Linked DNA regions of Ovis aries: region 2 is linked to region 1. Evidence: chromatin contacts called from public Hi-C data. All regions are on one chromosome and are shown on one strand. The core of a region is the stretch at or near the end of the contact, and the rest is flanking DNA. Distances in the headings are between cores, read along the strand shown. Region 1 holds the start of FZD7 (frizzled class receptor 7). Region 2 overlaps KIAA2012 (KIAA2012 ortholog).

Evidence for each region. A called contact is a pair of places that touch in the nucleus more often than the background predicts.
Region 2: a Hi-C map of liver shows a contact between it and region 1, with 3 times the contacts expected there. The contact joins the enhancer-like site here to the promoter of FZD7 in region 1. A contact is called at or near these places in 2 of 16 Hi-C or Micro-C datasets (liver and muscle).

Annotation. Positions count from the first base shown.
Region 1 is chr2:204,347,535-204,353,457 of ARS-UI_Ramb_v3.0, forward strand. It overlaps FZD7 (frizzled class receptor 7), which reads left to right and starts at 2,971. Exons shown (of 1, transcript XM_015093488.3): 1 at 2,971-5,923. The coding sequence starts at 3,746. The coding sequence ends at 5,470.
Region 2 is chr2:204,446,810-204,453,306 of ARS-UI_Ramb_v3.0, forward strand. It overlaps KIAA2012 (KIAA2012 ortholog), which reads left to right. Exons shown (of 21, transcript XM_060410262.1): 10 at 2,474-2,550. Among named protein-coding and RNA genes, the nearest start is that of KIAA2012, 58 kb to the left of the region's middle. Within about 2 kb of position 1,957, at least 4 of the 54 cell types and tissues checked have an H3K27ac peak or open chromatin away from gene starts, as enhancers often do. A contact at or near this core is called in liver, where this site is marked.

The DNA of each region.
Region 1 (5,923 bases), core at 1,721-4,220:
CCAAGATAAGTAACATTTAAATAACTGGAGCCAATGAATAGCCATCACTTTTCTATGGAACCATATGACTATGATGTGAAGAAATAAAAGCCTTTGTTGTTTTAAAGGGCAGAGACAATTGGAAGTTTTGCAGCAGACGATTACAAAATTTTCCACCCTTAGCTTTCCAAGGAAGATACCAGTTAGTGGCTTTGGGAGTTGGGTGTGGAAGGTGTTACTTGGAAAAGATAATTAAATTGATTCTGAACAGATGTGAACAAATGTTACTCCATCCATCACAGAGCCTAAAACAGAATATTTAGCCCCCTACACGATGAGCTTACTTTTCTGAACTACTCCATGTTATTACTTAGCTCCTTGAAATCAGCATTCTATGTCAGATAAGGCACAGAAAGCTACCACACCTCTCTCATAAACAGTGAATTTTTATTTTCCAGATAATTTTGGAGTGGTTTTTTTTTTTTAATCCTCCTAAAAAACACAAAACACTCCCCCCAAAATTGGCCTTTGCTTCTGTTTTTTGCGCTTGTCTACCTGAGTCAGAGCAAGACTCTCATCTGTGATACAGTTCATCAAGATAAATGGGGATGGGTTTTCTGCATCTAATACACAGATTGTTTTAAAAAATATTTCATTTGTCCCTTGAATTTTTAAAAGGCTATTTTCCCCCCTCTTTAAAAAAAAATTATCCCTATTACCTCATCAGGCAGCTGTCTGAGGCTATGAGGAGAAGCTCATAACTAAATTGGTTTTAGCTGTATTTAAGACAGTATTTTATCCTGTCGGTTTTCATTTTATTACATGACAGTGCTTGCAATTTCTCCCTCAATAAGCAAAGATGACTTAGATCAGTGGCCTGATGAATAAGCATGAAAATTTGATTTAGAAAAGGAGAATATCCTGGAGCTCACAGAGAGAAAAAAGGATTTCCAACCCCCCACCACACACACATTTTAAATGACAAAGCAAAGAAGCTGCATTGTCTTTAAACAGCATCTTTCAATGCAATCAATATCAAGGCTCCCCAATGTTAAGTGATAAGAATAATAATTTAGAAAGAAAAAGAGGAGCCCTTGAAAAATACAAAGAGAGAAGAAAACATGTTTAAAGAAAATATTATTAATCTTTCATATTACCTTGAGGCAGACTGCCCAAAAGAAAAAAAAAAAAAAAAAGCCCTGGGTGTGAAGGGAAAACTGATCCTTTGGAAGAAAAAAGACGAGGATTCCTGTTGAGGACCAGATGGAGAATGTGAGCAGTCTGACACCCTACCTTGGCCTAAATGATTCAACCTTCCAGGCCCATTAACAAGAGTGGAGGACAAAGAACTGTGAAGTGGAAGAACAGATTCCCCATAAAGCAGTAATAGAAAAAAAGAAAAACAGAGGAGGCCAAAGTCTCCTATGGAAGGGAACCCAATTAATTGTCTTCGGTTTCAGGATCTGTCTTTTCTTGCTGGAGAAGAGGCTCACTCCGGGCAGCAGAGACAGCAACTTCTAACTTCTGCAAACTTGCATCCTGATCAGAATCCCTCAGGGCTCTAGCGCCTGGAACTGAGCTGGCAGGAGGAAGGGCTAGGCCAGGAGTAACGTTTTTTAAGGCAGAGGACTGGGGGGAGGGCGGAGAGGGAGTGTCACAGAGAAGATTTTTCCTTGCTTAGCATGTCACTTTGCTGCATGGGAATTCATGCTATTCCTCGCGGTCCGGTGAGAAGGTAGGAACATCCCCCACCTCCACCCGCTGTAACTTCTGATTTCGCTGTGAGTAACCAGAGAGCGCGCGCCAGGGCCCAGTGCCTTCAGCGGGGCGAAGATTTGATCGAGAACAAAAGAACGCTTGCCAATCAGAAAACGCTACCCGAGAACAAGGATAACTTCTCTTTGTGTTTTGGAAACTCTTTAATTAGCAAATGCCTTTGGTTTCTAATATGCATTAAAACTTTTCTACGCAGATTCCAAGAATCAAATCATTGCTTCCGCGACGAAGGTGGGACTCCCAAGGGCCACACGCCACGGAACTAAAGAAAATAGGCAATTAAATACTCGCTGTAAACCTGTACAGTGTTCTGGGCACTCGGCCGCAGGTTTTTTTTACAATAATTTCCCGCACTAGTTTTCTTACGATTTCACTAAAGCTATACCAAATCCCTAGACTCTGGGCCGTGCGTGCGGGCAGGGTGGCCTGAAGCCTGAGTCCCCCGCGCCCGCCGCTCGTCGGCCCTGTCCCCTTGGAGGGGTCGACACTTCCTCCTGCCTTAAGCCGGCCCCCTCTGCCCGACTCCTATTTCTCTTCAGCCTGGGCCCCTCCTCCTTTTTACAACCCGGAGAGGGGGTGAGCGGGGATTGTGGCCTCACGTGGTCTAAGTCTGCCGAGAGAAAAGCAATCCGCGAGGCGCACCCATTTCTTGCCCCATTCCGAACCCCGCATTTAGGATCCTGTCACCTAAAAGCCCCCCTCCAAATCCAGCATTTTCAGCCCAAGGAGTGCTAAACACAACTCCGGGTCGCGTTTCTCTCCGGGGAGGTGCTATTCTTATTCTCAACCTCTCCATGCAAAAGCCTTGCCCGGTGCGCCCTTCTGTTCAGGAATCTGTATTTTAGTGTACCCGGAACACTAAGGAACAAATATTTCAAGCAAATTCCCTTTCTGGTGCGCTTCTCTACCCCCTCCCCCCAGTGAATTCAGGGTAAAAGTTTTTCTTAACTTTTCCCTCCCAGCCCCCTGCCCCTCCCCTCAGGAATCCGCCCAGAGCTCCGCAGACCTAGCCTCTCTCGTTCCCTTGCCCGCCCCTTCCGACTTCCACCCAATCCGAAGACAGTCACACAGAAAACAAAGGCTGCTATTGGGCCTCCCTGGAGCTCGAGGGCCCGCCCCCGGAGTGGTTTGTGAATGGGGGGAGGGGAGGGGGCGGGGCGGTCCGGAACCCTGAGAGCCCGACGCTTCTTCTGTAGAGTTGCGCGGCTCCGAGGCGTTACTCTGCGCTCCCTCCCGGCGGGCAGCGCTCCCTCACCGCTCAGAGTTGCGCGGGGCTGGAGAGGCCAGGCCCAGGCCGCGGGCACCAGGACCTCGCAGCCTCGGACGCAGTGTGACTGGATTTCTTAAAAGAACTCGCCGAGCTCTTGGCTCCAAGACGCCGATCGGACTCAGAGCGAGAATTAGCCGTTTGGCTGAAAGTTGGAGCCAAGCTTCTGGGGCTGAAGAAGGAGCAAGGAGCGGAGAAGGAGGCGAAGGAGGAGGCGGCGGCGAGCGGAGCCTCGAGGAGAGGAGGCGGAGCAGCACCGTTGAGGCGGCGGCTTTGGCTAGCAAGCGGGGGCGCCGGGGTCTCGCCTGCCGGGGCCAGACTTAGTGTGGGGGTGCGGCGCGCGCCCTATTGAGCTCAGTGAGTCGGGAGACTTGGGCAAACTTTGAAGGGTAACCGGAGACGCTTGTTGCTCCTCGCCGCAGAAAAAGCCGCACCGTTACGTCGCATCAAGAGGAGAAGGCGGCCCCCCATCTGCGCCCCCAGCCCAGCGAGACGAGTTTGGACCCCCGGCGGCTGCGCCAGTGCTGGGCGGAGGCGGCGGCGCCCCCGTGGCGGGAGCACCCCAGCTGCAGCGCCCTCTGTTCCGCGCCGCCCACGGCCCAGCCCCGGCGCCGGGAGGACTCTCATGCGCCCGGCGCAGCGGCGCCTCCCCCGATCCCAGCCTCTCCCGGCTGCCTGGTCGCGTTTCTCGGGCTGAGAGTGCCGCTGCACCCGCGGCCGGCGATGCGGGGCTCCTGCGCGGCGGTGTCGCGCTTGCCTCTGGACCTTTGCACCCTGGCGCTGGCGCTGCTGGGCGCACTGCCCGCGGGCGCCGGGGCGCAGCCGTACCACGGAGAGAAGGGCATCTCAGTGCCAGACCACGGCTTCTGCCAGCCCATCTCCATCCCTCTGTGCACGGACATCGCCTACAACCAGACCATCTTGCCCAACCTGCTGGGTCACACGAACCAAGAGGAGGCGGGCCTCGAGGTGCACCAGTTCTACCCGCTGGTGAAGGTGCAGTGTTCTCCCGAGCTGCGGTTCTTCCTCTGCTCCATGTACGCACCCGTGTGTACGGTGCTCGACAAGGCCATCCCTCCGTGCCGCTCTCTCTGCGAGCGTGCCCGCCAGGGCTGTGAAGCACTCATGAACAAGTTCGGCTTCCAATGGCCTGAACGGCTGCGTTGCGAGAACTTCCCCGTGCACGGCGCTGGCGAGATCTGCGTGGGCCAAAACACGTCGGACGGCTCCGGGGGCGCGGGCGGCGGCCCCACCGCCTACCCTACCGCACCCTACCTGCCCGACCTGCCCTTCACCGCGCTGCCTCCGGGGGCCGCCGACGGCCGGGGCCGCTCCGCTTTCCCCTTCTCGTGCCCCCGCCAGCTCAAGGTGCCCCCCTACCTGGGCTACCGCTTCCTTGGCGAGCGCGACTGCGGCGCCCCTTGCGAGCCGGGCCGCGCTAATGGCCTTATGTACTTTAAGGAGGAGGAGAGGCGCTTCGCCCGCCTCTGGGTGGGCGTGTGGTCTGTGCTGTGCTGCGCCTCGACTCTCTTCACCGTGCTCACCTACCTAGTGGACATGCGGCGGTTCAGCTACCCGGAGCGGCCCATCATCTTCCTGTCAGGCTGCTACTTCATGGTGGCCGTGGCGCACGTGGCCGGCTTCCTGCTGGAGGACCGCGCGGTGTGCGTGGAGCGCTTCTCCGACGACGGCTACCGCACGGTGGCGCAGGGCACCAAGAAGGAGGGCTGCACCATCCTCTTCATGGTGCTCTACTTCTTCGGCATGGCCAGTTCCATCTGGTGGGTCATCTTGTCGCTCACTTGGTTCCTGGCGGCCGGCATGAAGTGGGGCCACGAGGCCATCGAGGCCAACTCGCAGTACTTCCACCTGGCCGCCTGGGCGGTGCCCGCTGTCAAGACCATCACCATCCTGGCTATGGGCCAGGTGGACGGGGACCTGCTCAGCGGGGTGTGCTACGTGGGCCTGTCCAGCGTGGACGCGCTGCGGGGCTTCGTGCTGGCGCCCCTGTTCGTCTACCTCTTCATCGGCACGTCCTTCCTGCTGGCGGGCTTCGTGTCTCTCTTCCGCATCCGCACCATCATGAAGCACGACGGCACCAAGACTGAGAAGCTGGAGAAGCTGATGGTGCGCATCGGCGTCTTCAGCGTGCTCTACACGGTGCCGGCCACCATCGTTCTGGCCTGCTACTTCTATGAGCAGGCCTTCCGCGAACACTGGGAACGCACCTGGCTCCTGCAGACTTGCAAGAGCTACGCGGTGCCCTGCCCGCCAGGCCACTTCCCGCCCATGAGCCCCGACTTTACCGTCTTCATGATCAAGTACCTGATGACCATGATCGTCGGCATCACCACTGGCTTCTGGATCTGGTCGGGCAAGACCCTGCAGTCGTGGCGCCGCTTCTACCACAGACTCAGCCACAGCAGCAAGGGGGAGACTGCGGTATGAACCCCGGCCCCTCCCCCACCCTTCCTTCCCGCCGCCGGGGGTGGGAAAGGGGCGGTAGGGAAAGAACTGCGGGGTGGGGGGACTTGTTTCTGGAACCTCCTTCCGCTCCAGTGAGAAGTCACCTGGAAATGAGAAGATATATGTAGATATATGTGGGTTGGGAAAAGAGGCCTGGGTGGAAATACGGTTTGGATGAAAAGACTTCTGGCAAAGACTTGCAGGATGATGCTGGTGATGGTAACAGTGATGTTAATCATGTGCGGTACGGGCCGCCTTGGGCCTGTCGGAAAAGATTGAGATCAGAAGGTTGCTGTGAGTTCTTCCCGGCTCTGGGCCGAACTGGGACTGTGAGCGATTTCCCTGCTGCAAGACAAGTGGCCTGTCCTCACTCCTGTGAGGCCCGGGTGAAAGGTACAGCTGTCTGAGGCCGCTGCTTTGTTAGGAAAAGGGAGG
Region 2 (6,497 bases), core at 707-3,206, 98 kb after region 1:
AATTTTTAATATATTTTTATTTGTAATTGAAGGATACTTGCTTTACAATATGATGTTGGTTTCTGCCATACATCAACATGAATCAGGCATAGGTATGCACATGTCCAGGGCTTCCCAGTAAAGAACCCACCTTCCAATACAGTAAACATAAGAGACGTGAGTTGGATCCCTGGGTTGGGAGGATCCCCTGGAGGAGGGCACGGCAACCCACTCCAGTATGCTTTCATAGACCATCCCCACAGAGAAGCCTGGCAGGCTATCGTTGATAAGGTTGCAAAGAGTCGGACATAACTGAGCAACTAAAACTTTCACTCACTTTCATCTGTTTTACCTATGGTAGCGTACAGTATATATTTCCATTCTACTCTCGAAATTGAGGGAAATTTTAAGCCACCTATACTGCATGCTAGTATCAGATGCTCTTTGCTGCTTTTCAAGTTTTGAGTGCTTGCTGAAGGATCCCATGATTTGAAGAAAGCAGAAGAGGTTTAGCATGAGACCCCACCTAGTAAGGGTCATCTCTGAAATTGCCTGATTATCTGGCAGGAATGCTATCTCCTTGCTAAAAGCCTGCCGCTAGATTAATGCTAGCATTTGAAAATCTACTTGGGCCCAATGGTGGGCAGCAGGCGAAGGAATGTGTTTTTTGTTTCTCTCTTTAGTGGCAGGAATGGTCACCACAAAAAGACTCTGGGCTCCCAGTTTCAGGCAGGTCTGGAAGTTGTGTAGTCTGTGGTCTGTGAATGTACACACCAGCTCAGGAATAATGGGATAGAACTGTGCCTGTATTCACAGCCAGTTGCCTGCGATGGTTGATGGGTTAGTCAGTTTCTTCAGGTTGATAAGATCCCGCAGATCCCACAGGTCCCGCCACATGGTTCAGAGAGGAAGTGTTACCACCCCCATTGCTCTATCTCCCAGGAATGCAATTTGAGTTGTGTCTCCTCGACAGCTTGGACCTCAGTAAATTACCAGGGTCTTGACCCAAGAGATGGAGAAGTCTTAAGCAATTTTTCAGTCTCCTATCTAAAAACGTGTTTACATTTCTTGAACTCTGGCTGACTGATTCATTCTCCTGGTGTTGCAAGAACTTTCCTTATGCATTAGTATTTATAAGTTTCTTTTCTAAGAGACTCATGGTTCCTTCCAAGCCACGGTCAAGTGAACCTCATCGCAACGCAATTTTGTTGGGCTGGATTTGTCCAGAGGATGGATCAGGGCCAAACAGCTGTGATGTGGCAAGATCAAGTGAGGCTAACAGGAGGAGGCATGAGGTGGAGGGGAAAAGTAGGAGATACTAAGTCAGGAGGTCTGGGTTCAAGTTCTGGTCCCGCGCTCTTTCAAGGTATGGCCTTGAGCCAATCACATGAAATCACTCCCTGGGCCTCAGTTTCCCTAGTTATCTCAAATAACAAATGTTTTCAGTCTGTGCAGAAGCCATTTTCCAGCAAGATAGAACAGCTGAGAAACAACAGAAAAGGGAAACGGAGTCAGCCCACAAAGAAAGAGTAGAGGCTTCAGGTCAAAGAAGCAAAGATGCAGAATTGCATGTGGCCAGACTCGTCACAGAACTACTTAGGACTAGCAAGTATGTAAAGAAGCTTGTGCTGGACGCTAGTCCAGTACCAGAGACTAAAATCCTTTTCAGAGGAGCCATGCACTTAGCTGAATCTGTTCCTCAAATAAACATTCCTTTACAGACATGAAATTTACTTTCTTAGGGGAAAAAAGGAAAAACAAAATAAATCCTATCCTCTAGCAGCATGAAGTTTGAGTCTGGCAGTCTTGGACTCAAATCCTTACTCAAAACCTCACTAGTTGCACACCCTTGGGTGGATTACTTTATCTTTTGAGCCTCAGCGTCCACACCTACAGAGAGTATGACAGCACAACCATGGAGGAGAGTCGTGGTTGTCCGTATGTGCCTGCTTCTGGGTGAGCGGCAAGATTTCTGTTAGTCCCTTCCCACCAGCCCCGTTTTGACCTTTGCCTTTGTTTGCTTGTGTTTCCACCTCTCCTATTGCCCCTCCACATAATGAGGAAAAGGGAAGGCTCTGATCTCTCTATCTGGAAGGTTGCAGAAGCATTTTCCTACTTCAGTGAAGTAGGATCATACAAAATTTATATTCAACAGTATCAGCAGATTTTTTCCATCAATATTTCCTTTTTAATTTCAGCTTTATCTGAATTTTAGTAGCACAAAGAATTTACTTTTGTTCTTTTAAAGAGCAACCAAAACAAGAAAAATAGAAATTTGAATATAAGGTCTATAACACTTTATTAAATGGAGCGTTTAGACTGTGCCTATAGAGGTTACATGTGTTATTTGGTAAGTAAATACGAATGCCATAAGCATGTGTGTGTTTATAGTCTTACACATATGAACTAGGTGTGTAGGTGTATGTTATATATAAAATTTCATGAGACCTATATCTGACAACCTTGACCCTTTTCCCTCTGATTTTCATCATAGTAAACACTGAGTCCAGAACAGATCTTCATATGAATCTTAATGAGACCTCACCTTTGACTCAAAAGCCCGAGAATCAGGTACAGTATTGATTCTTCATGAGCAAGTGAGTGGGAGTCGGGACTTTGAGCTTCTTGTCCCTGCTTGCTGTGTGACCCTGGGTGAGATTCTTCACCTCTCTGGGCCTCATTTGCTTCATCAGTTAAATGAGACAAGTAGACTATAAAATCACAGAGGTTCCTTAACTCATAGACTTGGAATGTCTTAACTCAACTTGGACTGTTTTGTCTGGCTCTTCATAAGCGCGAATAGCTGAATAGGCCTTTCCCTGACTTCTGCAAAGTCAAAAGGGAACAGGAAAACACAGAAAGGCATCCTCCATGGAGGCAGTGGGGACTAAGACTTGGTGCCAATGGGCCCGTTTTTTTCCTACTCTAATTCTCATTCCTGAGAATGAGAAAAAAATAGCAACCAAGAAAAAAATGCAAGGAGACTGTGAAGAAAGGAGAAAAATGCTTTATCTGGGTGGATTAAGAATACTTATTAGTGATTCGAGGACATATGTTCACAAATATTTATAAATTGGTTCCTTAAAATTAAAGATTTGAAGCTGGCACTGCCTTGAGATTCACTCTAGAGAGACAACTCAGGGTATTTCCTAGAGCTCTGTGGGTCTCAGCAGATGCAGCACAGCCCAGGGCTCTCCCTGCTGAGTGACAGCAGCTGGGGAGGAGGGGGCGGTGGGGGAGAGGCGGTGGGGGGGAGGGGCGGGGGAGGGGCGGGGGGAGGGGACGGTTGGGGGGGGCGGTGCTGGTGGTTGAGAGATGAACCAACATGGCCTCTATTTCTCCCTTATCTCCAACTTCCTGGCTTTCTCCTCCCTCACACTCATTAAAAAACAGTAAAAATAAAAGTAGCTTTGTTTCCCTGTGTGTGCCTAGTTGGTTCTGAGGAAGGACCTGAACTCTCACTGTTAGGACCCCAGGCCTGGGTCAGGCCTCCCCTGAGCTGAAACACAACCGAGTCAACCCTTCCTGCTACTGAGGAGCCACACAACCAACATTTGCATTTTTTTTAATATGCCTGTTTTGAAGCTACCCTTTATATGGAATGTGAAAGGTTTTCTTCTTCAAGAGAGGCTGTGACTGAGGAAAATATGCTGTATTTCAATAATTCCACAACTCCAGAGGCCTTGCAAACACCTCATGTACTCCAAATTCACACAGCCCCATCGTTATATTCCAGGAGACCTCATATCACCTGCAATAAGAGTGGCTCAGCTATGTCAAATTAAATCCTAGACTGAATTATTAACCTTGCATCCAGAAAGAGGAACACCAGACCCAGGGTCTTCAACTCTAATCCTGGGTTTCCCCTGTGAGGCTCTGGCAAACCCACTCACTCTGAGACCTGCCCGCATCCCTGCTTTGTGAAAGGATGGGAATTGTTCCCACCAGAACCTGTTGGATTGTTCAAGTTGCAGTAGTCTTGCTTCCTTGAGAAGTAATACCAGAAAGGAAAGCCATCAAGGAAATGTCTAGGCAGTCTCAGTTCAGTTCAGTTCAGTCGCTCAGTCGTGTCCGGCTCTTTGTGACCCCATGAACTGCAGCACGCCAGGCCTCCCTGTCCATCACCATCTCCCGGAGTTCACTCAAACTCACGTCCATCAAGTTGATGATGCCATCCAGCCATCTCATCCTCTGTCATCCCCTTCTCCTCCTGCCCCCAATCCCTCCCAGCATCAGAGGCTTTTCCAATGAGTCAACTCCTCTCATGAGGTGGCCAAAGTACTGGAGTTTCAGCTTCAGCATCATTCCTTCCAAAGAAATCCCAGGGCTGATCTCCTTCAGTGTGTACTGGTTGGATCTCCTTGCGGTTCAAGGGACTCCCAAGAGTCTTCTCCAACACCACAGTTCAAAAGCATCAATTCTTCGGTGCTCAGCCTAGGTAGTCTCACCAGCCTCCAAATCCGGAGAAAATGGGGGTAAGGTCTGAGAGGGGGAGGTGCCTTCCATGCCTTCCTCACCCCCTTACTTCTTGAGGCTAATGGCTCTTTATTAGATTAATCACTGACTTCAACTTTAACTACTTCCTCAACCTACTCCATGTAAATGGCTAATTTCATGTTTACTATAAAGCATCTGGAAAGGATTTAGAAACAAATTTCTGCCCAGCGGATTTCAGTTATGAACCTTGATGGGCCACTGACAAACATGGTAGATTCCTTCCACTGTCGCCTTCCCTCTCTGAAGCAGGCTAGGATATCACACAAAATTGATCTTTATCAGCGCCAGCCGTTTGTGCTCTTCTTTCCTCTCCATGAATCCCCACTCCCACCCCCGACTCCCGCCCCCTACCCCGCCCCCTCCCACCACTGGGATCTGACCATATTAGGAGTTCAGTCACATAAGATACTTTTACTTTTTTATCAGTGTGCTGAGAGGAGGAGGGAAAAACCCAAAGGTGGAATCTTTTGGCATCACCGTGCTTTAAATGAGAAGTCACACACCTCGATTTGGAAAAAAATTTCTGACGGGTGGGTGAGAAAGACAGACAGACAGCGCTTTGCAGGACATGCCTGGGTTCCTGGATTTACCCAGTTCTGGATGCTGCCTCTGGTACCCCCTAGTGGTTGGATTTTAAAACCTCCGCTGTGCGTTTCCGAAGAGGCGGTGGACGCTATGAGGATAAGAAAGAGGCAGAGAGCTCTTGCCTCTAGCACACAGGATGGCAGACCGTGGGCTCGCTCCTGAGGCACCTCTTTCGCACCTGGCCTAGGCGGTAAATCCATAAATAGAGAAGAGTAGCAACCGACATCAACAACTTCCTAGGAGCTGAACGAGGGGGTTTAGTGGGGAAGAAACAAACCTACAAGAGGAAATTGGGAGATGAGAAATGAAGAAAAGAAAAAGGAGACAAGCAGGCCTGTTTCAACTCCAAGCTCCTATTTCCTCTTTCAAATGAGCTGCTTCCCCACTGTGAACAGAATCAAGTATTTATGAAGGCATTTTTTGCATATTAATAGCTGCATGTGGAACATTTCCAGTTCTGAAGTCCTAAAGGTATGGTGCCCTTTTTTTTAATGCAGGTCCTTCAAACTCCTCACAGAATTTGGTATTCGTCTTCCCATGTATTTTCCTTTCTGCCTTGTGGCTCCTCCTAAGGCATTTCATTTGATTAAGGGAAATTAGTTCCTGGGATACCATCAGAAACGAAGCACTGCTCTTACCTCGGTGGCTCACCTCAATCACTAGAGATTTTCCTCTTCCCCAGGGCCTCTCTATGTAAGAGGCCAAAGGTTGAGTGAGGTGAGCAGAACCTAAAAAGATTATTAAACGTGTAACTTGAAACTCTATAAGGAAGGGTTAACATATCTATCTTGAGAGGGGAGAAAGTAAAACTTTCTTTAAAAAGTAAGAAAAATACTTAAAATTGCAGTAACTACAACAGTATTACTATCTATGCTTGGTAAAGATCACATTCAATTTTAAAAGAAAAACATTGGGCTTCTCTGGGAGTCTGTTGGTTAAGAATCTGCCTGCCAATGCAGGGGACACAGTTTCAATCCCTGGTCCCAGAAGATCCCGCATGCCACAGAGCATATAAGCCTGTGAGCCCCGGCTACTGAAGCCTGAATGTCCTAGGGCCTGCGCTCCGGACAAGAGACGCTGCCGCAATAAGAGAAGCCCGAGAGAGAACCGCAACTAGAGAGTAGCTCCGGAAAGTCTGTGTGCAGCAACAGAGACTCAAAGCAGCCAAAAAAAAATAAGTAAGGCTTTTTTAAAAATAAGAAAACAAAACCAATTAGAAAAATAAGCAAAAGACATAAATAATTCATATCAAAAATGATAGTAATAGAAAACATATATGGAAACAATATTCATTTCTGAGTAGCAATTTAAATTCGAATTGAGGCAAACTGGAGGTGCAATTTTATATCGGAGATATGTGCCTCCTCTCACCTTTTTTTAATGATAACATTCGGTACTGTTGAGTTTTTGGCAAAATTGGTACACTTATACACTTC